2 separate regions of the Cricetulus griseus genome follow, and region 1 is linked to region 2. Evidence: chromatin contacts called from public Hi-C data. All regions are on one chromosome and are shown on one strand. Each heading gives the region's core, a stretch centred on a gene start, on an enhancer-like site or on the middle of the called end of the contact. The rest is flanking DNA. Distances are from core to core; before and after follow the strand shown.

Evidence for each region. Hi-C and Micro-C count contacts between places; a contact is called where the count stands out from the background.
Region 1: a contact with region 2 is called in a Hi-C map of fibroblasts, with 5 times the contacts expected there. The contact joins the promoter of Arid1a here to the enhancer-like site in region 2. A contact is called at or near these places in 6 of 8 Hi-C or Micro-C datasets (the CHK-Q cell line, the CHL-YN cell line, the CHO-K1 cell line and 2 more).

The regions. Positions count from the first base shown.
Region 1 is chr2:19,511,597-19,514,296 of CriGri-PICRH-1.0, reverse strand. It overlaps Arid1a (AT-rich interactive domain-containing protein 1A), which reads right to left and starts at 1,299. Exons shown (of 21, transcript XM_027399603.2): 1 at 359-1,299; 2 at 148-238.
Region 2 is chr2:19,463,622-19,466,321 of CriGri-PICRH-1.0, reverse strand. No RefSeq gene overlaps it. Among named protein-coding and RNA genes, the nearest start is that of Arid1a, 48 kb to the left of the region's middle. Within about 2 kb of position 1,356, at least 6 of the 6 cell types and tissues checked have open chromatin away from gene starts, as enhancers often do. A contact at or near this core is called in the CHO-K1 cell line and fibroblasts, where this site is marked.

The DNA of each region.
Region 1 (2,700 bases), core at 50-2,549, 48 kb before region 2:
AAATAAATAATCCTAAAAGGCTAAATTCATTTCTGCTCCCAAGAAAAATCCAGAATATCCTACACTACAAACCCTCCTGGTGATTGGAGAGGGGAGATAGCCTGAGCCCCTATGCTTCCCCATCCCCCAACCAAAAACCAAACGAACCTGCCAAGATGATGGGACTGGCTGGTATGGACCAGTGCCCTCTTTTCATTCACGGTCCTCAGGAGCAACAACTCCACTGGTGCATTAGGTCCTAGAAACCAAATTATAGGCTGCCTCATAAATGGAGCTTTGCTATTTAATCAACTGCCTCAGAGCTGCCAAACAGTCCTGAGTCCCGCACACAAATGAGGAATTTTTTACATGCAATTACCCTGCCATTTTCCTCAGAGCTGGGGTGTAATGGGAAACCTGGAGCCCAGTGAAAATCTGGAAGCCAGAATGGATTTGTCTTCAAGGAAAGTCCACATGGCCTTCTTCCATGGCCGTGAATATGAAAAGCGCCAAAATCCCTTCCCCTACACGTGGTCACGCTGTTTTGAAAACAGTCACCATTTTAATCTAGCAATGAGGCAAAGTGCATAAAAATATATCCACCTGGGTCAGGAGAGGTAGTGTGTTACTTCCCTACTTTTTAATTTCCTTTTTATTTTCTCTCTCAAGCCCTTCCACTCAAAGCTCAACAACGTTAACCTAAGGACTGCTGGGCTGAGGAACTTTCTTAGAAACTGGTCCATCCGCTTTCCCCAGGGGCACAGGGAACGGGAAAGGGGGAGGGGAGGAGCGGGCACGTGGCTGGCCCGAGCAGCGAGACCCCGACTCCGGGCCGTGGGTCCTCCCCTCGGTGGGTATTTTTCCCCCACAGCCCCTGCCTTTTCACCCCACACCCAGGCAGCTCAGGAATCCCGGCGCAGATTACAGGGCTAGGACAGCGCTCCCCGCACGAAAGCGCCTCTGCCACCGACAGCCTGATGGCAAATATGGACTGAATCGTTGACATGGAAACCGGACTAAAGTCTCGTTCGCTCGCTCTCACAGGAGAGTTCTTATCACCAAGCCCGGCAGAACGGCGCTCGGCAAAGGCGGACTGGATCACAGGTCGCGCGGATCGGGTGCCGCTCCTGGGCGCCGGAACTCCGGCGACTGCCACCACCAAGGGAAGGGGGCTGGGCTGCCGGCAGCAACCGGCTGAAAATGGCAGAGGATGTGCTCTCATTTTCTCTGGCTGCACAGCGTGCAAGGATTGGGCCTGAGAATGAGGGATGAACCTAGGAAGATCCCACACAGTCAACTGCAAAATGTGGAAGCTGGGCCTGGAGGGTTTGCTAGAAGAAAGAGACGCTTGCAGGGAGCACAAGTCCTTCCTCCCTCGCAGTTTGCTCACTCTAAATGTCTGAAACACAAAACTCCTCCAACAAACAAAAGGTCGGCCTCGCCGCCTCGCAGACCTCTTTGCCCTGCTGCACTCGGGGCAGCACGTTGCTGGGAAGGGGAAGTGTTGGGCTGGATTCCGGGCTGAGGCGTGCAGAGCCGGGCTGTGGCCCCCGCACATTCCCGCCGCGGCGCCGCAGCAGACACCCAGCCGAGCGCTCTCAAGTGCGAACTGGAGCTGCGAGTTTGAGCAAAAGGGCAACTGTGTCAGTTGACGGAAGCCAGAAGCAGAGTTCAAAGCCTGGCGTGGATTTCCGTCTGGAGCTGTGTTTCTTAAAGTTTGTAACTCCGTGTGAAGAAACAGCCCCAGCCGAGGCTTTGGGATCAGTGTGAAAGTCTAGCACTACCATCTGACAGTGAGCCGCAAAACTTTGGGCTGCATATTAAGCGAGGAAAGTGGATTGAAGCTAGAGTCAAGGCAATTCATTATGCTCCCGGCTCGCAGACAGGAGCGGTAAGATATGAACTGGATTGTCGCGGGCGAGCAGGGAACGGAGTCCGGATGGCGCTCCAAAGCTCTTCGCGGTAAAATTGTGCCTGCCGAGCACCTAAGATGCCCAAAGAGCGAACCGGGAGGCTTCCAGCGTGGAGGGCTCTCACACTGATTTTCTGGATCCGTTTTCCATTTATCTCAAAGTCTTAAAACAATTTGGGAGGTTGTACATTTCAAAAATAATAAAGGACCCATTTTAAGAAATGTTCACTTCTGAATGAGACTTTTTTGTCAGCGAAGGAAAAATAGCCTTGGGCATAAATCCACCGACTTCTCTGGCTAACATAAGAATTACCTTCATCACCAGCTTTCCCCCCAAAAAAAGAAAAGTGAAATAAAAAAAGATTAATGCAATTCAGTGGTTACGGCCCTCGTTTTGCCTGGATGAAACCCTGGGGTTTGATTCCCAGAAGTGATCAAATAATAATAATGACATAAAAATAAATACAGATCTGTTCTGGTCTGTGGATGACTTCAAATAAAACATAACTCCCAAGGTCCACCTAACAGAAGGAAAACAACATCAAGTCTTTCACACCCAAATACTGTGGATAAATTTTCTGGTTCAATGTCTCATCTCACTGTTGAATTACTAACTTTTTTTTGGGGGGGATGATAATAAAACTATTACTAATATTTAAAAAAAAAAAAAAAAACGAGTTTGTGTGATTACTGGGCAGATCAGGATGGGGGGTTGTCTTCAGAAACCTGGAGGCCAGACTGGCCATGAACTTGCCTGGGTCCTCCTGCCTCAGCCCACAGCAGGATTTTGGAATTCTTGTTTCTGCAGA
Region 2 (2,700 bases), core at 107-2,606:
AAGCCCAAGGAAGAACTGACCCTGGGGACATGGGAGTGTTCCAGAACATAAGACCAACAGTACTAACACAAAGGAAGAGTTACCTCCGAAGATAAAATAGAGCCAGATGTAGTGAAGGATGCAGTAGGATCATGAGTTCAAGGTCAGCCTGAGCCACATCTGGAGTCTTTTCAAATCTCAAGGAATCTCTGGTCTTGAGTGGAGGAGAGAATACCAGAATTACAAAATATAAGAAATCTACAAAGTCTAAGAAAATATATGTTTAAAGTTGACTCAACAGTGGAGCTGTAGCAAGCAGTTGATAGCCAGCACGAGGCCTTGGATTCGAATTGTCAGCAACGGGGACAAGGGATGATCAGAAACTCAAGGTCATCCTGAGCTAGAGTTGGAAACCAGCCTGGGCTACGACTTGTCACACACACACAAAAACAAAACAGGGAAACCAAAAATGTTTAGCAAATAACTCTCCTCCCTCTCTTAGAAGTCTTTCTCACATGACTTGGGGTAACTGCTTCCCTGGGCTGTTGGAGAACAGAGGGATCGCAGGGTCCTAGTAGGCTGGTGATGAAATAGCTTAAATCGTGCAAAGTCGAGATTTAGCCTTCCGGGATGGCAGTTCTCGTGCTTCATTTTTGGGGAAAACTCCAGTGGCCCTAAGGGGTCGACCCTGAGTTTCCCGTCTGTAAAATGGAGCAGGCTAGGCAGAGAGAGCCGGGGTACAGGGAGGTGCCGCACCCGCAACGGAAAGGAAAGCAGCCGCGCAGCCGGCAGTTTGCAGGAAGTGCTTTAGGGTTGGGAGGGAGACGGAGGGCGGAGGCGGGAATGTGAAAGCCGAGCCCTCGGCGGCAGAGTTTGTACCGGAGCTCGGCCAGAGGCGGGGCGAAACTGGGGTGAAGGGGTTAGTCAGTGGACGGGCGAGACCGGCCACCTCCCCCGAGGACAGCGCGCGGGCTGCGGGGGAGGCTTTGAGGTGGCGGCTGAGGAACGTGGGGGGAGGGGAGGGGCGAACTCGCTCAGGAAAGGGGCGGGAAGCGCGCTCCCACCGCACGCATGCGCGCCCCGCTCCTCAGGCCCGCGGGCCCGGCAGGCTCGCTGCCGCGGTGCGGCCAGCACCGACGGTGCGCACGCGGGAAGAGGAGGGGCCGCCCCGCCCTCCCGCGACACGCGGCCCCCCGAGGCCTGCGGGGGGCCCCTCGAGGGGGCGGGCGGACACCTGTTCCTTCAGTTGGGGGTTAGGGAGCCCAGGGCAGGGGCTCCGCGCCTCCCTCTCCCCTCCCCCACGAGGAGCGGGGCGGGAGGGCCTGGGCGCGCTACCGCGAGGGAGTCCGCTCCGGGTTTTCCCGCCCACTTTAACTCTGTGAGCGCTTCGACTGCGCGGCGCTTCACTCCACCGGGCGCGCCCGAGCCCTCGGCCGGAACTCGTTGTGCCACCCCCTCACATTCCCCCAGGAGCGCAAAGTGGGCTCGCAGCCCTCTCCGCCCTCGAGTCCCTCCGGCCGGGCCCCCGCTCCCGATCTCTTCCGGGTTGCAGCCCGAGCCGGCCCTGGCGGTTAGAAAGTGTGCTCCTCAGGAGGACGCGCGGAGGAACTACTTAACGTGTCCGTGCGCCCGGTGGTGCGGCCGCGCTCCGAGCTCTTCCTGGAAACTCCCGCCTCGGGGCGCCAGGAGAGCCGGCCGGCCGGCCGGGGGGGAGGGGAGCGCGCGAGGCCCACGCCCCCCTCCCGGGGGAGGGCTCGGCGTCCCCGCCCTTCTCCCGGCTGAGGGGAGGGCGCGGAAGCCGAGGTGGGGGGCGCTTCCCGCCCCACCCCGCCTCCAGAACAACGGGTTCCCGCTGCTGCCCCCTGCCGCTCGCCGCGGCTCCGACGGAGGCGTCGGGGGGCGCCGCTTCCGTGGGAACCGGACCCGGGACGATCTCAAACGGGCCGGTTTCCTGTCAGAAAACTTGCAGCGACTTTCCAGAAGCCGGTTGGAGCGCCTTGGGCCCGGGCAGCCAGAGTGTGCCACATGTCACTTAACCTGGCGACCTCTCTTGTACTTTAGAACAACGGGGAATAGGCCGGGGCGAAGCGTTGCGCGGCTCTCACTCCGGAAACCAAAGTACTGGGTGTGGGGGGTTTTTAAAGGGCTAACAACCGCGGGAACTCGGGTTTTGCAGTTGAAACCCATTTTCTCCCCTTGTGTGTACACAAAGGTCGAAATCGGGAAAGTTGATTGCAGCCCGCATGACTGCGTTTCCTTGACATTGTGCTTAAAAAAAAAAAAAAAAAAAAAAACCTCGTGGCCTTCTCTAAAGAGGCACGCTGCTTTCTGAATCCGAAAAGGAGAAAAATAATTCGAGAGATCCTGGAAAAGTTCAATGAGCAAGCCACATTTCGACATTTCCCAGATTTTGCAATATTAAGCTGGGTTTGTGCCAACTTACTGCCAAATTATAAATTTCTCAAGATGAAGGGTGTTCAGCCAAATTGCTGCCAGGCCCCGTAAGCAGGCACGAACAGCACTGGCTTAATTACACCTTTTCTTTCTCTCTCAGCCTTGTTTAATTCGCTGCCGGATGAAGTCCTCATCCCGGGTGTCACTAACTGGCCCTTTTCTGGGGCTGAACAATCACACACACCCATGCCTCCGTAGCTACGGGGAGAATTGTATACACCGCCCTCTGGTTCCGTTTTCTAGTCCATTTTGTCCTAAAATGCAACC